Regions from separate parts of the Gossypium hirsutum genome. Here region 2 is linked to region 1. The links are chromatin contacts, called in public Hi-C maps. All regions are on one chromosome and are shown on one strand. The core of a region is the stretch at or near the end of the contact, and the rest is flanking DNA. Distances in the headings are between cores, read along the strand shown. Region 1 holds the start of LOC107937822 (dual specificity protein kinase YAK1 homolog). Region 2 has its middle 5.3 kb from the start of LOC107937810.

Evidence for each region. Hi-C and Micro-C count contacts between places; a contact is called where the count stands out from the background.
Region 2: a contact with region 1 is called in a Hi-C map of leaf, with 1.9 times the contacts expected there. The contact joins the enhancer-like site here to the promoter of LOC107937822 in region 1. A contact is called at or near these places in 4 of 34 Hi-C or Micro-C datasets (hypocotyl, leaf and seedling).

What each region holds. Positions count from the first base shown.
Region 1 is chrD13:54,841,289-54,846,141 of Gossypium_hirsutum_v2.1, reverse strand. It overlaps LOC107937822 (dual specificity protein kinase YAK1 homolog), which reads left to right and starts at 2,834. Exons shown (of 18, transcript XM_041109161.1): 1 at 2,834-3,640; 2 at 4,667-4,853. The coding sequence starts at 3,476.
Region 2 is chrD13:54,875,887-54,880,739 of Gossypium_hirsutum_v2.1, reverse strand. No RefSeq gene overlaps it. Among protein-coding and RNA genes, the nearest start is that of LOC107937810, 5.3 kb to the right of the region's middle. Within about 2 kb of position 2,244, at least 1 of the 9 cell types and tissues checked has an H3K27ac peak or open chromatin away from gene starts, as enhancers often do. A contact at or near this core is called in leaf, where this site is marked.

The sequences.
Region 1 (4,853 bases), core at 1,585-4,084:
AGACGAAATGGGTTTCTAGTGTAAACTTTGGGATTAAAAGCTTTTACACATTAAGGGTAAGTTTAGATGGACGGTGCGTTTACCTGCAGTTAGTGTAAAAACAGCGGTGGCGGCGATACTGTAGCGTAGGACAAAAAGTAAGTTAAACGCACTACATTGCACCCAATCGCCTATCCAAACCCACACTAAGTAAATAACAAGTCATGAAAATATATATTACATCATTATAAAATTTATTTGTATAACTTACCTGATTATAAATTTAAAACTAAAATAATTTTAACCATTCTAAACTTTAGATTTTGTATTTAATTTATCTCGTTAAAATAAAAACAATAACACCCGATTCTCTCCTGTTTTTTCACCCGTCTTTATAAAATGAGTAAGGGATTAAATCATATGTTCTTCACAATCTCAACTTCCTCGTGCCAACGGAGCTAGAATTTTGGATTCTTTTTTCTCTGATAATTGGAATAAAATGACACTATTAAATAAGGATATAAAATGAATATAAAATCTTGCTCCACCCCAGGAGTGAACCAGGAAAAACATTAAAGCATGGTTGGACTTGGATACATAGATTTTCCCTCACCATCCAACAACAGGAGTGTACCTCCTTTAATCCTTGGAGTTCCTCGTAATGGAACAGTAACGATATTAGCCACTTAGAACTTAGCCCACTTAAGAAATGAACCATTAATCTCAACCTCTCTCGTCATTCACTAATCCCTATGGCATAAAGATTGCTAAACCCAGGTCCCACTCATATATAAGCCCAAAATAATCTGTTTAATGGGTTCTTTGGTTGGGCTTTCGCAGGCCATCATTAACAAAACCCAAAACATAAAATTTAGAAGGTATAATGCCAAATTTAGTCCTCAATATTTACATCATTTATCAATTTGGACCTTATTCTTTTTTTAAAGCTTAATTTAACCCTCAACCTAAAAAAAAGGGGTCATATTTGACTATTAACCTTGTTTTTTAACTGAAATATTGATTTAACATTAAAATTTTAAACATGTACTCATTGTAATTTTTTATTTTTTATGAAATATATATTAAATTTCTAAATTATTACTTTTTTGAATTTTTTATAATTTTAAAATTATTTATTGGCGTGGTATATGAGATACATAGTGTCATGTCAGTATGAAGACATGTGGATTGTCACTCCAACATCATTAAAAATTTTAATTTTTAGTTAAAAAAGTGATTTGATTTTTTTTTAAAAGGTTGATGGTCAATTTTAGCTAAAAAAATAATAAGGGCTACGTTGACAAAAAATGTAAACATTGAAGGCTAAATGTTATATTATGTTAAATTTAAAACAAATCATGCGTTTTGGGGCTAATATGTCAAAAAAAGTCCTTAAGCTACTATTTTTGTAGTTAAATAAGGATTAAACTCTGCTATTAGTCCCTGCACTTTACGAAAGTTGTGAATTTAGTCAATGTAATTTAATTTGATTATTTTTAGTCCTTGTACTCTACTAATATTGTGGATTTAGTCATTGAACTTTAATTTGGTCTTTTTTAGTTCTTGTACTTTTTAAAATTTTAAAACTTTAGTCCTCACCAAGCAATAGTTGTTAAATTCATTAAGTTTTGTTATTTCCAAAATTGGATGTGACAAATATGTCATCATATATGTAATGTCATGTCCACTTGTTGTTTCCACAAATTACTCACTAAAAATCCAATTGGTAGATTAATAATTGTCATTTGCGTCAATACTGAAATTTCAAAATTTGAAAAAGTATATGGATTTAGAAGATCCAATTGGAGAATATGGACACGACTAGTAATTGAATTTAACCAAATAAAATTTACTGCTATCGTTTGAGTCGACACTAAAGTTTCAAAATCAACCAATTTAAAGTACGAGGATTAAATTCACAACTTTCAAAAAGTACGAGGACTAATAAAATAATTTAACCTTAAATAAGCCCTTAATCTATTACTTTTACCTATTAAAGTCCTTAAATTTCTAATGGAAGTAAAATTAGTTTAATGACTAAAGGTATAAATCTACCTATTTCTTGATCCAACCTAAACACTTACCATATGTATAGAGAGAAATTGTATTTTCTTTTTGAACCACTAAAATAAAAACCTTAAAAAGGACATCATCAACATGTCTTAATTAATGTTTTGAAACATTTTTTGGATTGGATTCAGACAATGAACCACCTTCTGTTCTTAATTTTCCCTCTCACTATTTTACTCTAATTTAACATTTATTACTTAATGATTTCATTTAAATAAAAAAAAACCAAAGTAATAAATAAAAAAAGTTGAAATGTTTAGATAAATTTTGAGATTTAATTATTATATTTAAAATATCAATTTAATCATTTATACTAAATATTTTTTATTAAAAATTTTTAATTTTAATTTTGACGTGACATAATTAACATAATATATACATGTTAATTAAAATTTTTTGACAAAAATTACTAATAGAAATGATGATTTAAGTAAGATTTTAAATTGAAAAATAAAAAAAGGTTAAAATTTTAACTTTAGATTGTAGGGATTAAATGTGCAAAATTAAACTAGTGTGAATAAAATCAAACCGAGATTTATAAAATATTAAAAATTATTTTGGATTAATTGAAAATGTGTTGTTAGTTTCGGTGTTTGTATAAAATTTTAGATTTATATTAAATATAAATAAAAACCTTTTTTATTTGATAAATAGTAATTTTCAATTTTAGAAAGAAAAAGAAATCCAATAAATAAATAAATAAATTCCAAACACATTTACTGCCAATAAAAAAAGGACATAAAATGATAAAATCTAAAAGGAAACATCGATGAATAACAAATTTACAGAAATAATAGAATGGAATAAATAAATAAGGGAAATGCCACTGTACAGTGTTTCAACGCCAGTCATCAAAGAAAAATCTAAAAAGGCAAAAAAAAAAAAAAAAAAACCTCCTATTGGGAGGTAGAAAGGAAGAAGCACGGTGCCTTTGTCCTTAGAACCAAAAAAAGAAACTCTCTGTTTCTATCTATTTCTTCATCTCTCCATCTTTCTTTCTCGCATTTCTTCTTTATAATCTAAGTTTCGGGTTATTTTGTTAAAATCTACTTTTTGTGGGGGGTTTTGTTGCATTTTTATTTATTTATAATATATGAAAAATTTCAATCCTTTGTTTATTTTAATCAAATTTTGGGTTGTTCTTTTATCATATCTGGATCACCCTGGGTCTCCAGTTTTCTGATTCTTCTGTCTTTAGGTTTTGAATAATAGAATTAATGTAAAAAAAAAAGGAATGGGATTTGAGTTAGCTGATTGGTCTTTGAAAAATAACTAGTTTCAATCTTGACTACAATCCGATTGCTGATGAAATTTGGGGTTTTTCTTGCTTTTATGGTATTTTGAGTGGTTTCTTCTTTAATGGAGCTATTGGGGATGATGGTAAATTTTGGGGTTAGAAAACGTTGATTCTTTCTGGAGGATAGCTATGGATGAAGTTGGTCCTAGTAATCAAGGAGAGCCTCCGAGGACCTCAGAATCGGGCTCCGATGAAGGCTCTGCTATGCGGTGGAGGCCGAGGCAGCTGGTTTTTTGGCCTTACTCAACTAGAAACGAAGCTGATAGAAAGCTGCGTGTTGTTGTCAGGAGGCCTGTAAGTTCTCTTTTTTCTAATTGTCTGCTCATTTTTAGTTCAAAAGTTTGTAAGGTATTTCTTTGGCATGTTGAAACGTGTTGAAAGCTCAGGAGCTTTTCATTTGGGTTTGAGTTTAAATTGTTATTGATTTACTGATGTTCAGCTGGTTTTAGTTGTGGTTTGATTAGTGATTCTGTTTAGCATAAGGAAAGCATATGTAAACTGTAAACATATAAGCAATGTAGAGGTCAGAAGAGACTGTTCCTTATTGTCTCCACTCTCCATGTGCAGGGTAAATGCTTCACTACTTGCAAATACATCATAGAAAGCTGTGAACATGAATGGGAAATGTTTACTTATTTTGGTAACTATAATGTGCCATGTCTGAATGCTTAAGCTGAATAGGTGGTCAAATTGCATCCCAGTAGAAGAATGCAATGTATTGATATTATATTAGCATAGTAAGATTACTGAATTGGTTTTAGATCCCAAGCTCTATCTACTCTGACAAGCCTCGAGATAATACAATTCGGACTGATTTATGATGTCCATTAAAAAGATAAACTAGGGAGCAGAGACTCCTTGAACAATACGAGTCTTGATGAGGGCATGGATGGTTATTTGTTTGTCATTCACCTGTTGGGTTGTTAAATCCTGTCCTGACACTGCCCTTACCAATATGGATATTCTCCTCCTAGCCACTTAATGATCTATTATCAAATACCTCTTTTTTGCCTTGTGCATAATGTTGTCTATTCTTGTCTTATTTTCGACATTCATGTTTCAATGTCTGAATGTGATCGCTGTTTGAGGAAGTATGAGATTACGCACTAAAGAGTTGGCACTGAATTTTGTACTGTAAAAATTTATTGGCATATTGCTGAATATGAAATACGAAATAGATCTTGCTTGGGTTTTCCATATGATTTTGTATATCTTTTACACCCAAGAAGTACAAAAGAAAAGGAAAAGGAGAACCCTTGCAGGATGCATGGACTCATATAAGGCAAATCTTTGTGCTGACATGCAGCTTTAACTGTGCAGTTGGTGGCAAGACTGACAAAGGACATAATTGAAACGTACCAAATATGCAACTCACAATTTAAATATTCAGAAGAATTGAATCCAAAGCGGTTTTTGACTAGCCCATCTGTTGGTGTCCTCAACGATGGCTATGACAATGTGAACTCAGATCTTATTCTAACAGTGAATTTTGTCTTGATCAATTTAG
Region 2 (4,853 bases), core at 995-3,494, 35 kb before region 1:
CAATGAATCAGTTAAACTTAATCAGTTCCTAATTCCTCTTTTTTTTTTCATTTTTTCATTGGTGATGCAGAATCTATCTCCAATAGCCACAACGATGCAAGTTTCGATGACACCGTCTCTAATTTTTGGCCAAGCCTCGCCATTTTACGGATTCATTTTCTGTGCCATGTTCACTTTAACTCTCTCCTTAATCGCCTGTACAAAATTCTGCCACTGTGTAACCACCGTAGATAGCGGCGATGATCTCCCTACAGGCTACAACTCTCTATCGAACAAAATTTGGGTTCACTAGAATCAACAAAATCTGGGTAGGAAAAAGAATAAGAAGAAAAGAAAAAGGGAAGAAACAGAGGGAAAATGAAAAAAGAAAAGAAGACGACGACGGTGATCGCTCATACCGAAGAGTGGCAATTCATATCAACGACGACGACGGCAGTGGAGATGACACAAGAAAAAGAGAAAATGGGGGAAAGAGAAGACAGAAAGAAAAAATGGAAGGGTAAAAAATAGAAAAAAAATAGAAAAATGAAAGAAAAGGAAAATAATTACATCACCATGATGTCACTAATGACAGGTGTCATTATCTGATACTGCCACCTGTTTTAGAGTTAACAGTGTTAGATTCGAATATTAATATAGTTAATGGAAAAAAAATTTAGGTACCAATTTGGAACAAAAAACTTTATATATCAATCTAAAAGAAATAGACAAGTTCAGATACTAATTTTATATTTAACTCTTAAGTAAATGAACAATATTTTTTTTATTTATTGTATAGAATTGATAAATGGGGCTATTTTACCAAAATAATCTAAAAAAATTTTATATTTACAAAAATAACTTAGGTTTAAAAATAATCACCAAAACAACTTGAAATGAACAGTAAAATAGGGTTGTGGCCTGTCAATGGCCAGTACCACCTGGTATTTTGGACCCATGATTGCTTGATAATTGTGTCAGACTTTAAAAAAATGAATTTTTTGGTTCTGGCCTGTCAATGGCCGAAACCAGTGTATTTTTTTAAAATCGTATGATACTAGTATATAGGGAAAAAAAGAAAAAAATTTTGTGGTGGCCTGCCAATGGCCGGCAACACCTTTATGTAATTTTTTTTTACATTTTGTTTGAAATTTATATCCTAAATAAATTAAATTTTGTTATAAAATAAAAAGAATAGAAAGTAAAGAATAAATAGAATGACCGAGCGTATTTTATTAATCAATCAGACTATTTATAAATCTTCTCTAAAGTCTCTATTTATAGGTATAAAAAGTATAAATGAGGTAGAGATCTACTTTTAATTATTATAAGAATTTAAAGTACATCAAAACTTATCTTGATTTTGATGGACATCCACTTGATAAGATATTCATAACATTCCCCCTTAGATCTCCATTGGTAGATAATGTGCCTCATTAAAACCTTACTAAGATAAAAGCCTTGTAGGAAAAAAAATCCTAGTGAAAGAAAAAAAATACACATATCTATAATACACATAATATACTGCCCTCGTTAAAAACTTTACTAAGAAAACCCAATGAGACAAATCTATAGTCATTGTTACTATTATCAATATTGCATTTTATTTTATTATTTTCATTAAAAGAATATATTAAATGAAGCATGGATAGCCTATATATAGATTGTAGCACATTAAGCATTTATACGTACATTGGAAACCATCCATGCTTCATTATTTGATTAATATATTCTTTTAATTAAAAATATAAAATAAAAAGCAATATTGATGGTAGTAACGATGACTATGGAGTAATATAATTAGGGAAGACGTAAAGGGAGATAGAGAATTTGAGTTTAGGGTTTAGTGTCTAAAGTTTAGAGTTTATATTTGAATTTATATTCCGTCACATCTATTGTCTCAAGTTATTAACAACATTTTTTTTATCCTGCTCCGACAATTAAAACATGTCCAAATTAAAAAATTGCCATATAACCACCCATGTTTCATTATTAGATTAACATAAATAAAATTATTTATTTTATCCATGTTTCATATGACCATCTAAATTAAAACAAGTCTAAATTGAAATTTTGTCAGAGCAGGATAAAAAAGAAAAAAAAACTTTTCTCTAACAAAATCTTAAGGCCCAATACTTAATTTTAAAGCCCGTTTTCCATAATAAATGAGACAAAAAGAAACGTAAATCATTTGCAAGTCGTTTAGGCCAACTTGTAGTTGTGATTTTTAAAGGCCACTTTAATTATTGATTTGTGGGTTTGTAGTTAAGTCCCGCTTAGTCTGTAGAATTATGGGCTCCATTTTGTGGCCCATTGAACTCTAAGGTTGGATTGTTATATATGTTTAGGGTTAATATGTAATTTGCCCCTAAATTTTTTTCAAAAGTATTTAGTTGGTACTTGAACTTTTTTTCTGTATTCAATTCGTACTTGAACTAGTATTTCGTCATCTAAGTTGATACATTGCATTAACACCTTTAGTTTATTCTGACATGACACTGATGACCAATCTTATAGTAACACATGATAACCTCTTAATATGGCACGTGGTGGATATAAATTAATTTTAAAAAGTATAATTTTTTGGACAAGTTCAAGTATCAACTAGTAATTTTGTACAAGTTTAGAGCCAAACTACATGTTAACCGTTAAAAAATTAATGTTGTTAATAACTTGGGACAATGTGTGTGACAGAATACAAATTCAAGTACCAACTTCGTACAAAAAAAGGTTCAAGTATCAACTAGGTACTCTTGGATAAGTTCAAGGGGTAAAGTACATATAACCTTATTTTTTATTGGATAACTTGCACTATTAGAAAATTAAAACTATTTTACATATAAATAATTTAATGGGGTAAATGATTAAGAAATTTAAATTAGCACTTAAGGTACTGTAAAGTTCCAAGTTTCTTAAGTTTTGAATTGCTTAAATGTGTCAAGTAAGTTGATTTGGTTTAGTAGTTTAGTGATCTAGAGGTATGTTTGAGGACTTGTGTTCAATTCTATTGCCTTGAATTTTGATTATTTTTTCCCTATATCTAACTAGTTGCACCTAGTTTATCTTTATTTTTTGTATATTTGTTAACAAGACTAAGCATATTGATTTAGTGGTAAAGCCTTAGCTTACTTTTAAGTCTCAAGTTTGAAACTTATTGTATGCAAAAGTAAAAATTATTTTTGCTTTTCCTTTGCTGTGCCACCTATGTTGTCAGAATGTAGGTCAAATGCAACCACCAGATTGTGTTAACTGATAAATTTGATAGGTTAGGATATTGTTATAAATTTTAAATTTTTTTAGAATTATTCTCTACAAATCTCTCCCTTGATTCATTCCGCTCCATTGCCCTACTTCTCCCATTTTCTTTTTTTTTTCGTTTGACACTTTTGTTTATTGATTTTTTTTCTCTCTTATCGTTCTCTCCCTCTGTTTTCTTTTCTTCTTATGGCATTTCCCCACAATTTCACTTTGTCTTCTTGTTAACTTTCCCTTTTGTCGTCCCTTGTTATTGGCTTGCTGTCGTTCAAGTCTCAACTTTTGTGTTGATGTTATTCCCTAATTTTGGTGTTGGTCATGTGGGGTTAAAGTGTTTCAATTAGGGCGTTACATCTCTAGTAAGAGTAGTAGTACTTCTTTTAGTGATGTAGTTTTATTTGTTTCTTATGGAAGGTTAGTGGTCTTTTGGTTAGTTGTTTGGTGCATGGTCTGACCGTTTTTATAATTCTGTTAGGCGAAGATCATGTAACAAATATTCCTTTGACAAATTGAGGGTCTCAAAAACTAATTCTTCTTTGGGTAAGTGGTCGAATACCTTAGTTAGGGGTTGGTTGTGTAAATTTTGGCAAGAGTCGATTGCTCTATTGCGTTAAGTTCAAATTATTTAATTGTGTAAGGGTCAAATATCTAGCTCAATTATGGTGTTCTTGATAATTGTTCAAGTTGTGGATGTTGTGTGCAGAATTTTGGTTGTTGTTGTTGTGCCAACATCTCAAAAACGATCAGGTGTGTAACTTTAAACCTGAAAATCAGTGAAATTGTGCGAAATATAAAATGGCAGTTGTCGCCACTCAGGTGTGTGTCTGGTCGTGTACCCGATTGTGTAAGTCATGCAAGTGTGTGTCTAGTCGTGTGGGTTGCATGGGTTGGATAGGAAAGGCATGTGGGCCCATTTCGAATGGTTTAGTTAGGTCGGATATGCAAGTTAGCAAAAATTAGTAATTGGTTATGTAATTACGATAGGTGTCTGATAAAGTTAATTCATTATGCATGGTGTTAGATACAAACATTCCATGAGTATAATATAAATATGAAAATTAGACAAATGTTTAGAATAATACAATGATACAATAATACATCTAAACTATTTATCAAAATAATACAATAGTAGAAGGTAATGGATGGATGAATTTTAAGTTGCTGAAAATGGTTAGAATTCAAATATGAAAATTAAACAAATAAACAATTAGAATGAATGAAAATAAAATATGTTTGTAAAGAAAAATATTGATACAAGAAGAAATCCCTTAAATGTAGTTAAAAAATGTGAGTATAATTCTTGTTCTTAAGAAACTTAAAAGGAGGAAAGAAATGATTATGTGAATTTAATAGTTTTATAAGAGTTGTGCATAGATCAAATTTATAAAAAAAAAATTATTTTGGGCTTCAAAATAAACTTTTTAATTGGGTTATTAACATATTAGACAAAAAATAAAATAATTAAGTCTTTACGTGATTCGAATGAACTTTAAATAGGTTTGGTTTTCAATTTATGTGTGTGTGGGCCACCATCTTCACAACTTAGGCTATTGCAAAGTTATTAACATATTCCATTTATGTACACCTCCTAGATCTCATCCAAAAGCTCGTCGCAAATT